Regions from separate parts of the Mus musculus genome. Here regions 1, 3, 4 and 5 are each linked to region 2. Evidence: chromatin contacts called from public promoter capture Hi-C data. All regions are on one chromosome and are shown on one strand. Each heading gives the region's core, a stretch centred on a gene start, on an enhancer-like site or on the middle of the called end of the contact. The rest is flanking DNA. Distances are from core to core; before and after follow the strand shown. Region 1 holds the start of Mrpl55 (mitochondrial ribosomal protein L55). Region 2 holds the start of Mfap3 (microfibrillar-associated protein 3). Region 3 holds the start of Glra1 (glycine receptor, alpha 1 subunit). Region 4 holds the start of Trim58 (tripartite motif-containing 58). Region 5 holds the start of Zfp39 (zinc finger protein 39).

The links. Promoter capture Hi-C pulls out the DNA fragments that hold promoters and counts their contacts.
Region 1: a contact with region 2 is called in a promoter capture Hi-C map of pre-B cells, with 3 times the contacts expected there. The contact joins the promoter of Mrpl55 here to the promoter of Mfap3 in region 2. A contact is called at or near these places in 2 of 39 promoter capture datasets (hippocampal neurons and pre-B cells).
Region 3: a promoter capture Hi-C map of liver shows a contact between it and region 2, with 2.7 times the contacts expected there. The contact joins the promoter of Glra1 here to the promoter of Mfap3 in region 2. A contact is called at or near these places in 7 of 39 promoter capture datasets (3T3-L1-derived adipocytes, cranial neural crest, embryonic stem cells and 4 more) and 1 of 115 datasets of contacts at active chromatin or transcription factors (neural tube).
Region 4: a contact with region 2 is called in a promoter capture Hi-C map of embryonic stem cells, with 3 times the contacts expected there. The contact joins the promoter of Trim58 here to the promoter of Mfap3 in region 2. A contact is called at or near these places in 2 of 39 promoter capture datasets (the C10 cell line and embryonic stem cells).
Region 5: a promoter capture Hi-C map of pre-B cells shows a contact between it and region 2, with 3 times the contacts expected there. The contact joins the promoter of Zfp39 here to the promoter of Mfap3 in region 2. A contact is called at or near these places in 2 of 39 promoter capture datasets (the 3T3-L1 cell line and pre-B cells) and 1 of 9 other capture datasets (liver).

Annotation. Positions count from the first base shown.
Region 1 is chr11:59,201,051-59,203,750 of GRCm38.p6, reverse strand. It overlaps Mrpl55 (mitochondrial ribosomal protein L55), which reads right to left and starts at 1,265. Exons shown (of 4, transcript NM_001302336.2): 1 at 1,092-1,265. 2610507I01Rik (RIKEN cDNA 2610507I01 gene) reads left to right here and starts at 1,320. Exons shown (of 3, transcript NR_037964.1): 1 at 1,320-1,627; 2 at 2,172-2,258.
Region 2 is chr11:57,517,283-57,520,056 of GRCm38.p6, reverse strand. Mfap3 (microfibrillar-associated protein 3) reads right to left here and starts at 1,392. Exons shown (of 3, transcript NM_180599.1): 1 at 1,345-1,392. It overlaps Fam114a2 (family with sequence similarity 114, member A2), which reads left to right and starts at 1,413. Exons shown (of 14, transcript NM_026342.3): 1 at 1,413-1,484.
Region 3 is chr11:55,606,764-55,609,463 of GRCm38.p6, reverse strand. Glra1 (glycine receptor, alpha 1 subunit) reads left to right here and starts at 1,266. Exons shown (of 9, transcript NM_020492.4): 1 at 1,266-1,786. The coding sequence starts at 1,731.
Region 4 is chr11:58,639,147-58,641,846 of GRCm38.p6, reverse strand. It overlaps Trim58 (tripartite motif-containing 58), which reads right to left and starts at 1,382. Exons shown (of 6, transcript NM_001039047.1): 1 at 963-1,382. The coding sequence starts at 1,379.
Region 5 is chr11:58,902,936-58,905,635 of GRCm38.p6, reverse strand. It overlaps Zfp39 (zinc finger protein 39), which reads left to right and starts at 1,411. Exons shown (of 5, transcript NM_011758.2): 1 at 1,411-1,521. The coding sequence starts at 1,519. It overlaps Gm12257 (a long non-coding RNA gene), which reads right to left and starts at 1,290. Exons shown (of 4, transcript XR_879896.2): 1 at 1,121-1,290; 2 at 141-347.

The DNA of each region.
Region 1 (2,700 bases), core at 16-2,515, 1.7 Mb before region 2:
TGAGTTCAATTCCCAGCAACCACATGGTGGCTCACAACCATCCGTAATGAGATCTGATGCCCTCTTCTGTGGAGTCTGAAGACAGCTACAGTGTACTTACAAATAATAAATAAATTAATTAATTAAAAAAAAACAAAACTGAAGTGAACCTAAGGGTTTACAAACACCATATAACCGTTTTTTTCACCTGTTTTGTTTAGAAAACAAAAAACCCTTATGTTCAATACAGACTCAATTTAAAAAAAGTTATCTTCAATATGTGGTTTGGATTCTTCAATAAAGAAGATTGGGTGTAGGCCAGGCATGGTGGCGCATGCCTTTAATCCCAGCACTTGGGAGGCAGAGGCAGGTGGATTTCTGAGTTCGAGGCCAGCCTGGTCTACAGAGTGAGTTCCAGGACAGCCAGAGCTATACAGAGAAACCCTGTCTTGAAAAATCAAAAAAAAAAAAAAAAAAAAAAAAGAGATTGGGTGTGTGTCACTTGCCAGTTTATCCTACTAGCCCTCTGGCCTCAGATTAGAAAGTCCTTTTGGAGGCTTTTTACAGCAGCTACCAGGGTTCTATCCTTAAAAGACTGAGGCAGTTTTCAATGGGACAGAGGCCCACCCAATTCCAGAAGTTTATGGAACCACAACCCTCTTGTGCGGGGTAAGTGTGGAGTGCTTGGTTCACTTTCTTTTTAACATCCTTTTAGTTTCCATAGCAATACTGTGAGAAGACTATTATAAACTCCGCTTACAAACGGGAAAAGAAGCTACTTTCAATGCCAGAAGTGGTCCGGCAGGTAGAAGTAGAGCGTCCCACACTCAGCAAGATAGAACCTGTGGGCGTGCGCAGAGATTAGAAAGTTCCCACCTAAGGAGGGAACCGCAGGGTAGGGTACCACTGCCTCGAAAGAGGTGATCCCGCTGGTCAATGTCCCAAGTTCGGGTCCTTATCCTCTCTAGCCACGTCGACTAGACCCGGGGTCGTCTGTGCAGACGTCCCCTCCCATTTTATCCACCCGACGCGCAAGTCGCTCTCCCATTTACCCCTCAGTGTTGGGGCCGGTTGCTGCCGGCACCCAAGAAACGCCAACCTGCAGCCGCTACCTTAGCGTGGGAGAGACCTCGTAGACCCGCCGTGCAGAACTTTACTCGATAGGTGGGAAACTGAGGCCGAGCCACGCAGGGCCACACAGGGAACCCGTCCCGTCACTGTAGATGATAATCCTTCACCATAACCCAGATGTCCTGAAGGCGCCCGCGGCGCGCGGTGATGACGCCACGGAGCGCAGGGCGGCCGTCCCCATTAAGGGCGGAGTAAGGCCAGGTGGGCGTGGTTGGAGCCAGCTCTCGTGGTGGGGTGGGGGTGGGGTTTCTGGTTAGTTGTCCAGGTTCTGGCGTCGCTGCGGGTGGCGAAACTGAAGTAGGCTAGGTCGACGGACTACCCAAGGCCAGAGAGTGTGGGCGGGAGGCCGTCGGAATTCTGTGACTTTCTGGGGTGCAGGCAGCACAACGCTGTGCAGTGCCTGGACGGAAGCCAGACAGCATTGCTATGCACCGCTGGGCGGTCCCTAAGTTTCCATGCCTGGTTGTTCTCAAGGTTTGCTCCGGATCTGATAGTCGCCCGTGACCCCTTTCCGCAGGTACATGGCTTGTCTTGGGTTCGCGGTGGAACATCCAAGTGCCAAGTTGGGTTGGCAAAACAGCTAAGGTGAAGGAGTTGGAGTCACTCGTGAGGAATATCTTTAGAGAACAGTCGGCTCTTCAGAACCAAAGAGCACAGGACTTTCAAGGACCCCACTAGTGTCTCGTGAGTGGTCCTGAAGCTCTCCGCCGTTTTGAGCTTATGGCAGCGGTTTATTGTAAGCCCTGGAGGTGCGCTGCTGTGCAAGCTGCAGGACTCTCCACAAAGTTTCTCAGGATGACTACACAAACTTACTTATGTGCTGCCTTTAGAGGACGTTGCCACATTTCGCCCCTGGCGACATTGTGGCAGATCTTTTTCCTTCCCCATTTCTGCTTTTTCCTGAGTTACTTGTCTTTTACCATCGTCCCTCTTGGGTTGCACTGATCAATTTAGTTCCCTGTCTCCTCCTAGGGCTATCCAGCATGTAGTCGGGGGTCTACAAGGGACACAAGGAGAAGTGGGTTTGTTTGTTTGTTTGTTGCTTTTTTGTTTTTTTGCAGCCTGGCAGCCAGCCTCTGGAGCTCATCTCACATAATGGCCTGCAAATGTCGTTATCAGGCACCAGAAAGCAGGGAACTCTTGCGACGGTAAGCTGGTGCCTATAGAATTTCCGAAGAGGACTCTCTAGCCACCTTACAAAGTCAGGTGATCTATCAGCCAGTGAGCTCTGGCAAAGGCTGAGGAGTGGCATTGGCATTGTCTGAAGGAAGGGCTGGTAAACTTTTCTGCTTCTCTTGTAAGCAGTCCTCTTGTTGAGTCGTCCTGTCAGGGCAGATGGCAGGGAGTCCTCTGGGTGCTGCTGAAAGTGATGTATTAGGTCAGCGAGTTCCAGCAGAGGGTACTCAGTTTGGGGGACAGGTGATGGGGGCATCACACACCTGGTGGTGGGTTTGCTTTGAGTCTATGAGGCTCTGAGACCTCAGATGTGTCTTCCTTTCTCCACTGAATCGATCACTAAGTCTTGAGACTCATTTTCACTGTTTGAGGTTCTGTCTGTTGTCCCAGTTAAGGGGACCGGAAATATCTTCG
Region 2 (2,774 bases), core at 143-2,642:
TAATCTTTATAGAAATGTCAGTTATCATTTAGTGACTTACCATTTTAAAGCTACTTCTTTTTTTGAGAGTAGTTTTGATTTCTTAAATGGAATGTACTGGCAGTAGTAATCTATTTAAACAAAACTCTTCAAAATTCTTGGTAAGTTTAAGTGCAATGGACTCTAAGACCAAAATTTTTCAGAATTGTCACTATAATACTAATGGCAACATGTAAAAGACAAGACAGTTACTAGTGGCCCAAGATACATTCCTATACATTTTTCCTTTACAAAAGAAAACCAGAAGAAATCTTTTTTCTGGTTTATTTGTTGGACCAGACGTTTTTGTTTGTGACAGGATGTGGTTACTTAGCTCTGGCTGGCCTAGAGTTCACAATGTAGCCAAGGCTAGCCTTGAACTTGCAAATCTTCAAAGGAACAGGCATTTAGTAAGGTCGTAGAGAATATCAGCATACGGAAATGTAAAGAATTACTATTGAAAGTAAAGTCAAACATTTGAAGGGTTTTAGGAAGTGGCAGTTACATCTGAACACTGATGTAAGGGATTGAACAGAGGAGGGGAATCTGTTCCTTTTTTTTTTTTTTTTTTTTTTTTTTTTTTTTTGTGCTCAGGATCAAACCCAGGGTCTTGCACATGACAGGCAAACGCACTCCCACTTAGCTATACACCAACACAACACAACAGCGAGACACTCGAAAGCAAGTCTTTAGGGTTTCAGGTGCCCCCCCCACCCCATATTTTAACACAATTTTGCTTAATGTCTTCTTGGATAAACTGCCCAGGGACAAATGAAGCGATGCACTGCACATCTAAAATTACAAATCAAAAGCATATCACTCTCCTGCTTAGAAACTATCAATTACTTCCCATCGAGTTCCAAATTTTAAGTCAAACGCCTGGTCACCGACCTCACAAAGACCCAGTGCCCAAGTTCTCCGCCCCCCCCCCCCCCCCCCGTCTCCCTTTACTATTTATTCAAAACCTCTACTCCTCCTCCCTACAGGCAGGCTTCCCCCTTCTCACTTCCTCACTCAGTTCCGTTCCATCACCGCATTTAAACTTGGACGAAAGCACTTAACTACCCCCTCAGATTCCGTTGTTTTGATGGTGGTGGTCTCCCTTCCTCACCACCTTTGCAGTGAGCTGAGAGCAGGGCCCGCCCTGAATTCCCAGTTTGTGTCCCGGATCGTCGCTGGCCCTCGAGTATTCTGGAAATACCTCATGGCGGAACCCCGACACCCACACCCAGCCTTCACGGAGGGCGGACATCCTGGCATCCCCCGTGTCCAGCTTCAAGCATCCTTTACCTCTCAGGAAGCCACCGGAGCAGCGGATTCACTCACCTCTCTGCAGTCAGCGCCTTCCGCCCTAGAGGATGCTTGACCCGGAAGTACTCCTCGACGGCGACCCCGCCTCCGCGCTGAGGTCAGGAGTACTTCCGCGACGGTCGGGTCGGATCGGCGAGCGAGCGGCGGTGGCCGCGGTGAGGGGCGGTGTCGGGGTTGTGGGGCTTCCGGGTGAGGGCGGCGAAGGCTGGGGGGTCTCGGGGTCACGGGTTGAGGGGCTGCAACGCTTCCAGCCATGTTTGGTGGGCTTGCCGGCCGAAGGGCTGGAGAGCTTGTTTACCTGAGGCCTGGGGGTGGGACCTGCGTGCGGACGTGCGGAGACGAGAGACCCGCCACGTTAGCTGGGGAGTCGCCGCAGCCTGCAGCTGGGGCTCCCTGTCGCACGGACCGGCGGCAGCGCTGACCCCAGGCTCGGCTTCCAGCTAGTCAGCCACGCCAGCCACGCCGCCTCCGGGTAAAGGCGATGGTCACGCGTGTGCTCTGGGCATATTTGTGTCTCGACTGTGAGGCGCCTTGTTTGACTTCTCCAGTCACCTGGATTGTTCTCCTCCAATCAGGAAAAACCATACCCGGAAAACATTAAATAGTACAATTCCGTATGTCTGGTATGTGTTTAATCTTACTTATAGGAACGGTGGAGAGGGACATCACCACTCACGAATCTTGTCTCCTGACTCAGCCTAAACTCTTGGCACGTCCTCGATGCTTATTAAAATCTCTATTGTGCAAGTGAAATAATAGGGACAGCTGGAGTTTACTAATCGGAATGTTCTAGTTTCATAAAATTTAAATGAACGTATGCAATATGTGCGTTCTATTTGCTTACATAGAGCAAATCGAGAGACTATATATTATATGTTGTAACTCGGAGAAAGAAGAAAAAGGTAGCTCTAAAACAGTGTCTATACAGCTGCAAGAACACCTTCTGAACTTTGGGCAAGCATGTCGGTGTCTTTTTGTTAGATCAGCCTTTGGACTGACAGGGGCAGAAATTGCCTTACATATCTTCTCTGTCTCCAGAACTGGGTCCATATGCAAAAGGTTCTTGCCATGAATAAGTTAAACGAGTTATTTTTCTATTTTTCTGAGTTAGTTTGCATGGCAATTGGTACTTGTGTATGGAATTTTTTTTTTCTATGAGTTTTTGGGACAGTTTAATATATGCATATCGTGTACCCATAGAGTCTAGGCAACACCTTTTTTTTTTTTTTTTTTCACGTGGAAGAGGTTTTATTGGGAGGGAGAGACAAGATGGCAGCAGAAAAAGAAGAGGAGAGGAGGGAGAACACTAGGCAGCATATTCTTGGTCTACCTTTCTAGCCTGTCACCCTTGCTTCTTCCCTAATAGAGACATGACTCTAGGGGATTATATCATGGCTCCCTGACCTTTCTTCTGTGCTGTCTCCATACCCTTTGTTTGTTTACCT
Region 3 (2,700 bases), core at 17-2,516, 1.9 Mb after region 2:
TCAAACATTAGGCAGAGCTTGGGAAGTCCTGTGGAAGACTATAAGGAAATTTTGAGGGAGCCAGAGGAGTCAAGGACACCACAAGAAAACCTAGAGAGTCAACTCACCTGGGCCTGTGGAGGTTCACAAAGACTGAACCACCAACCAAAGAGCATGCATGGGCTGGTCCTAGGCCCTCAACACATGTAGCAGATGTGAAGCTTGGTTCCATGTGGATCCCTGAACAATTGGAGCAGCAGGAACTGTCTCTGACTCCATTCCCTGCCTTCCCCTAACTGGGCTGCCTTATCTGGCCTCAGTAGGAGAGGATGCTCTTAGTCCTGCTGTGACTTGATAGGTCAGGGCCAGCTGGTACCCACAAGGGGCATTCCTTTCTCTGAGGAGGGGGTGTGAGAGTGGGACTTGGAGGAGAGGAAGAAGAGGGGCTGCAATTGGGATGTAAAATGAATAAACGAATTAATGAAAAAAATGATAAACTGAGTCTGCCTGAGCACATCTGGACTGAGGCTCATGGTGTTTTACTTACATACAGCTATTTTTTAAAAAATCATGGTAAGGATTTTGAAAGACTTAAAAGATAAATTCCATGACCTCTCTGGAGCGACAGAAGACCTGAAAAGACCCTGAGGCCTGGGAAGTGCATGAGGCTGGTCTCTGCCAGCACTCCAAGGGTTAAACTCAAGCCAGAGCCTAACGTGCAATTGGCCGAACCTGGAGAGAAGATATGGTTTTCGCAGCTGCGGGCCAATGAACACTCCGAGTGGGAGGGTTTGAAGCTTCTAAGGAGTTTTTCCCCCCATTTTCCCCTCTCCACCCCCTCCCGTCGGTCCTCGCCCCCACCATCCTCTACGCCGCCAGTTTGTTAAATTAATGCAGTAAGAAAGTCTGAAGATCTGAGGGAGTCTGGCCAGAAGAAGATGGGCGAGCTTAGAAATTGGAGATGCCTGTGAAAGCTTGGGTTCTTGAGCCCTGCTGGGAAGCCATGGACCCCAGCAGCCCCTGAAAGTTGTGGTGGGCTCTCTTGCTCCTGCAGCCCCAAGCAATGGGACACCTTTCTTGCAGCGATCCCAACTTATTCGTCGGGGACCAGAGAACACGGACTGCAAGGCGGCAGCAGACAGGAACGGAGGCAGGGGAACGAGATTCCGGGACTCGGTCGCGATGCGCCAGCCTGGCACACTCTCCGACATCTAACTGAAGCCAGCACCGTCACCTGCTCCACCCCCCCCCCCAACCCCTAAAACCCCTCGGGCCAGCCCAGGGCCAGAAAGAAGATGCCAGCCGGGTCTAAGGGTCTGAGGCCAGGGCTCTGATCCCCACGGATTTCTTCCTTTCATGGAGCTGGCCATCTCGACAGGAAAATAAGGGTAAAAATAAAGAAGAAGAAGAGTAAAGAAAGAAAGAAAAGAAGAAAATATACCCACCCCCAAACGTGCCTCCCAGCGCCGCAGGGAGCCTCCAGCGAGTAGAGCTTCAGCCGCGCTCTTCCCGCCCGCAGCCGGGCTGGACGCTCTCCGTGGTGCTGAACCTGCACGACTGCCGCTGTCCGCGGTACCTTAGCTGCCTGGCTGCAATTCTCCCCCGGCTCTGACACCTCGTCCCTCTACTCCCTGCCCCCTTAAACATCTGGATTATTATCCCCAGTGGCGCTCTCTGGCTTCGTAAGTGCCCATCGAAAACATTTTTGCACCCCCATAACTCGTGGACTTTACAGCACTAGAATCTGGAAGATGTACAGCTTCAATACTCTGCGATTCTACCTTTGGGAGACCATTGTATTCTTCAGGTACGCGATTTTCTATACTGACCACTATCCTTATGGTGCAATAGGGGTTCAGGAGGAGTAGGGAGGCTGACTCTGCCGCGGCTTCATCAATTGGGGAGGGGGTGCTGTGTGCTGAAGGCCCTTCCATCCCTCTCCTTCCCCCACCCCCCACCCGCAGGGTGTCTGGCTGGTGCGTGTAGGTCCCAGACAGTGGCTGCTCCTGGTTGCTCCGGCAGCGGTTTGCCTGTTCTTTGCAGTCTGTCTGCTTACTGCACTCCCCGCAAAATTGGGGCCCCAGCCCCCTAGCCCCTCTGCTCGTTACCCTTCACTCGACTGAGGACTTAAGGGGAAGCTTTGTGAGTTTTTTAGTTTAATTGGGACCGCATTCTCTCAAACCGCAGTGCTGGAAACCCCGGGTCTCCCGTCTGGGAGCGAAGTGACAACTAGCGGTGACGCGGAAGGTTGCAGTTGGACTGGCTGGGCACAAAACAGCATTCTGTCTCTCTTTTTGTTGTTTTGCTTCGGGGTCAGGGGTTTCTGTAGTTTGGAGCTGGGAAAAAACGCAGTTATGACCGCAGCTTACAAAGCCCTAACTTAAATGCAGATCAGGCCTATTTAATAATAGATGCTAGAAAATATTTTCCTTTTATAACTTTGACTCCCTCCTCCCTGATACACGCTTCTTTCCAAACTCTGTTACAACAGACCCTCCGCTACTCCAAAGGGCAGTTCTTCTTTATGAATGGATGCCTATATCTGCTGCCATAACTAGGCTCCCCACGCCCACCCACTGACTCCTAATTCTCTGCTTACAGACTTGGCATTCTTGTCTTAGTCCAAGTGAAAAGTGAAAAATTACATCTTTAGGAAGTATTGAAACAGATAGGCCTTTCGAAAGTGGGCAAATCATGCCGTCTTCAGAGGAGATGATGATA
Region 4 (2,700 bases), core at 133-2,632, 1.1 Mb before region 2:
GCAGGGCTAGGTACAACAGTGACAGGGCAGATTCCACTGGGTCTGTGTGGTTAGGATAAGAGCTGAGCACAGTTTGCACAGGGCCCTAGGCAGCTGCAGCTGATTGGCCCAGAGGTCTAGACGATGTTTATTTGGCATTTAATCGAGGAAAACAAAAGCCCTACAGAATATTTGTAGAAAACAGTATCAGAAATGTATCGCTAGCCAAGGTCTGTGTGACATTTTCAGGACTTAAGCAGGTGGGATCATAATTTTTAAATCTGATTAGGAAATAACTGGTGCCCAAATTTTTACCAAGTTGAGGAAAGCAAGTGGTAAAATCAAGAGAGATTTTTCAACGAGTTGAGGAAAACACCTAATTTATAATTTTAGAGAAAATCAACCCAGCAAACATCTTAAGAAAGTTAGTGCTCTGTGCAACTCCGTGGTCAAGCTTGTCAAGGAAGGAAAACCACGCTGGTGTCCCTTGTGCTGGTTGTTCCGGAAGATGGAAACGTAAATGTTCTTAAAATGTGTCCAGCAACTTCAGAGGAAGATGAGTGAGCAAAGCAGCCTTCTGCCAATGCCCAGATAACACACACAGAGGCAAGAAGCAGTAGGAAACCCCTCCGAGTCTGTGCTCAGCAAAGGGAGTTTCCCACGTGCTACACCAGAGGCCCATTATAGTAGGAGGCAGGATTTAGCCTATGCCCAACCCCGGGGTTCCCAGGGGCGAAAGCCACCCCAGCTTCGGGGAATGTGAGCCAGTAAGAACGGGGAACGGGGAACGGGAACGGGGAACGGGGGCAGGGGGTGGGGGTTGGAGAGGGGAAGACCAGAGAAGGAAAGAGCTTGGGAGTTAATAGTTACTACTTATACAATAGCACCATTTGGCTCTGTATGGTACATGTCCCTTCACATTCCAAGGTCATCAGCCTCAGTGTTTTCCCTATTTCCACACGGGAACCTGAGCTGAGGCTCACCTGGTAGCGGCTGGCAGCCTCCTGCAGCGTCTCTGTGCGGTGGCTCCGGTGCTCAGGGCTGGTATCGCAGACCCAGCACAGCATCGTCTGGTCCTCTTCACAGAAGTGGCTCAGGTCCTCACCGTGCCTCGCACACTGACGCGACCCCGCGTGTCCCGTGCCCAGCCCCAGCTGCCGCACGCTGTCCACCAGGCTGGCCAGCTGCCGGTTGGGTCTGAAGCTGGCGGGCCTGAAGGGACCCCTGCACTGGGGACAGGCGTAGACGCCCTGAGCGCTGTCCGACTTCTCGCAGAACTCCGAGATGCACCGCAGACAGAAACTGTGGCCGCAGTCCACGCTGATGGGCTCCTGCAGGAAGTCCAGGCACACGGAGCACCGCGCCTCCTCCTGCAGTCGCTCCCCGGGTGCCGTGGCCATGGCCTTAGCTTGTGGCAGCAGCTCCTATTACCCTAGCGGTCTGCATAGAAGGAAGGAAACCCAAAAGCAGGGGAACAGGCCCTGAGGGTTTTATCGCCTGGGCTGGCCCGGATCCAGCAGCCAAAAAGAGCCACTCCTGGTGACAGCAACAAGTCCAATGACTGTCACCTCTTCAGAAACCCAGCAGCTCCTCTTCTGGTTTTTTGTTTTTTGTTTTTTTTTTTTTTTCCTATTCTTTCCTTCCCTATCTTTATTTTGAGTCTAATATAATGCAGCTTTTACGCCACCCTAACTCACATTTAGAGGCTATTGAAGCTTGCAGCATGATTTTGTAGTATGGGTGGAACCCAGCGCTTCACACAAGCCAAGCAAGTTCTACCACTGAGGAACACCCCCAGTCTCTTATTTTGGGATGGGAGATCTACCAATTTTGCCTAGGCTGGCCTTGAATTCACCTGTAGTCCAGGCTGTCTTTGAACTCACTCTGACACCTAGTCTGACTTGGAACACCCTATTCCTGGCTCAGCATCCCAAATAGCTGGAATGATAGGACTATACCATCAAGACCAACAAAGTTGCCTTCCCCAGTAATATTTATTTATTTATTTATTTATTTATTTATTTATTTATTTATTGCCCATAAGATGGCAAAGATGCTTGCCACTAAACCTGACCTGAATTTGACTCTCCAGACTCACATGGTTGAAAGAAATCTAACTGGCAAAAGTTGTTGTCTGGCTTCCATGTTGGAGTGGCAGCACACACACACACACACACACACACACACACACACACACACACACACTCACTCACTCACACAACCCACACAGGAAAAACCTCAAATGTAAGATTAACAAAAGTTCCCGGAATTTCCTGAAGCATGCAGACTTAGGGTTAGCTCTTGAGTCTATCTGTGCATATTACACATGAAGTTGGCTGGGGGTAGTTGCCCTGCTAGTAGGACAAAATCAGAAATAAGCCTGCCTCTTAGGAGTCCCTCATGCCACATCAGCCAATGTGGGGCACGCCTGCCCTCTTCCCCCACTATTACTGAATGGTACCATGAACTTCTGTTGTAATCACAAAAACAAAAACAAAAACAAAAAACACCCTTGGAAAAAATACTTATTTTTTCCTCAGTCTTTCTTTCTTGAGATTTTCTACTTTCAGAAATAAACTACCATACCACTGGAAGGACAGATGCGAGGATGACGTGTGTGGTAATGGCAGGTGGGCAGCCCAGCATGGATGAGAACAGTATAATAGGTGCCCTCCTGCCCGAGGAGGCCAGAGAGGGCACAGGATCCCCTGGAGCTAGAGT
Region 5 (2,700 bases), core at 162-2,661, 1.4 Mb before region 2:
CAGCCGTAGCCTCAAAGACCGTGGCTGGGGGTGTGGGGGGGTACCTCTGCCTCCAAGAGTACCAGAGGGGCGCCAAATAACTCAATAGCCACTTCCGCAGACTCAGGGAAGTGTTTGAACTGACCGAATGGGAAATTTACCTAATGCCGCTGGTGGATGGGGCCTGGGGGGCTGAGAGGGGAGGCGCTGAGCTATCCGTGAGTCAGAACGCCAGTCTGCTGCAGATGGACTGGAGGTGAAGGATGGGTCCCAATATGGCTCAGACCCCAAGGGGGTGCACAGACAGGAGGAGGAGCCTCTTCAGGTCAGGACACCATAAATGTTACAGTTCCGAGGGGAAAAGTGTCCTGGCAGATGGGAGCCAAAGAACAGCACAAAGTCACACCACACAACAAACCTCACAACAAGAGATTTATTCGGACAAAACACAAGTAGGTAGCTGCCTCTGCTCTGGAAAGAAGTAGCAAGGAGCAACGGAGCTGGAGGTGGACTTTTTAAGGGGTTTCTTGGGGAAGGGGGCGGGCACAGAGCTTTCCAGGATGAGGATTGGTGGGATTTGAAGTCCGGATCTTGGGGCAAGCTCAGGGGTTGGTGAGATTTGAAGTTCTGAGCTTAAGGGTTTTTTTTTTTTTTCTTATGGGGCGGAGCTTAACCTGCAGTTTTGGCCTATAGAACGTTTTGTAGGTGGAGCCTAGTGGTTGGAGGGCCTCAGGGGCAGGGCCTGGCCACTGGGTGCTCTTTGAGGGGCTTATATTTCCTATTAATACAGTCAGATTAATTTTTCAATGTGAATTCCAGGAAAATTTAAATGACAATGTGTGTCACATTTTATTTGTACTTGACATTCTCGTTAACAGATAGTTTCTATTTGATTTCTGTCAGCTTCTCTATTCAAAAGTTCTGGGGCCAAAGATCAAAGACAAAACACACACACACACACACACACACACACACACACATACATACACAAGAAAACGTTATTTGAAATTTAAAAATAATTGTCATCGTTTTCTTTACATTTGTGAATAATATATTCCTATGTACAGTTCATAATTCACATGACATAATTCACATAATGAACTAAATGCTAATCTCGTCATCCACCTGGAGTGAGCTTTACCTTCGGACAAGGGGAGCATAGCGGTCAACTCATGTAATCTCAGCGCTTTGGAGCCCAGGCAGAGGGACTGCCATGAGTTCGAGGCCAGCGTGGGTTTGTCTTGAAAAACAAAATACAAAACAAAACTGAAAATATTTCGCAGCAGCCACTTTTTGGGGTAGTCTGCCTTTCTCAAGTCATCGATTGGTGCTATCTGTGGCCAATCAAGGCACGATGATGGGGCGGGGACTGAGGGGCGGTCCAATCAGGAGCGCAGCCCGGGCACAGGGGCGGGCCTTGGCGGGTTCGCTAGTTCGCGGGGGCTTTGTCTCGCGCCATCTTTACATTTGATCGGTCAGTTGAGCTGGGGTGTCCGGGTGCCTCAGGCCAGTCAGCTGCCGGAGGCGGACGGGGGCGCCATGGTGAGTGCTGCCCGCAGGAACCGGCAGGGTTCCGGTTTCCTCCGCTTTGCCCTGTGCAGGCGGTTCGGCTCTGCGAGGCCTATGCAGGGCTGAGCCCACAGGCTGTCTCCCTAGGTCTTGACGTGGCTGAGCCGCCACACTCCCTGACTCTGCAGGGACACTTGTCCTCAGCCGCACTCTTCTCTTGGTCCAGACTCCGGTGCCACAGCTGCTGTGTCCGGTGTCTCACTGTCAAGCAGTGACAGCCCTGGATGCTGGAGCAGCCTGAGGTGTGGCGTGAGCCTGGGCTGGGGCATCTCCTGGCCTCCGCATTATCAGCAAGGCTCTTACTGTACTGGCTTGTGTGGAGAGTGTAGTGAGAGAGCACGTGCAGCGTCTCTCTCTTCCACACTGGATTCACGTCCTTTGCCGTAATGATGTATCTGCTCCCTATGGCTCTGGAGACACCTATTTGTGAAGTGTATGTACTTGGTAACCAACTGTCAGCTCGATGGGATTGACTGCTGCCTACATTAAAAACACACTCTTGGCTGTGTGAGGGCCGTTCCAAAGGTGACATTCCAATGACTCTGGCCTCATGAGTAGATTAACCCCTGCATTACTGGTGGGGCAGAGTTGTAGGAAGTTAGTCCTAAGTGTGGCTGTGGGTATCAAAAGAATCTGTGCCCTTCTTTACAATGGGGCACAGAAAAATTTCAAACTCCATTTAAAATCCCCATTTCCCCTAACATCGTAAAATCTCAAATAGAACTCAAAACAGTTAGTAGAACAAGTCAGAATTCCTGCCTCTTTGACTGGTCTGTAGCTATAATTTACATTATATACCACGGAATCTATAAGTTTCAAGTTGATACTCTTGGAAGTGTCTTTCTAATACTATGTCATGTGGAAGGAAGAAACTTAAGTTTTTATAAATACTGTAAATGGTATAGCAAAGCTTGTGTCAGTACTTGGTGTGTTGTGATATTGTCTAACAATTGTTTTGAAGCATTTTCCAGCATTTACTTTTATGACAGCAGAAAGTTTGAATTGTGTACTGGGGGCACTGCATTTGCCAAGAGCACAAGATGACAGTGACTCCTTTGCTGGAGACGAGAGTGGGGTGTTGTTCCTTTGAATTTTGCTTTAGTTCATGTGTGGTTGCAGTGTGTCCGGCACAGAGGTGGCTCTAAGTCACTC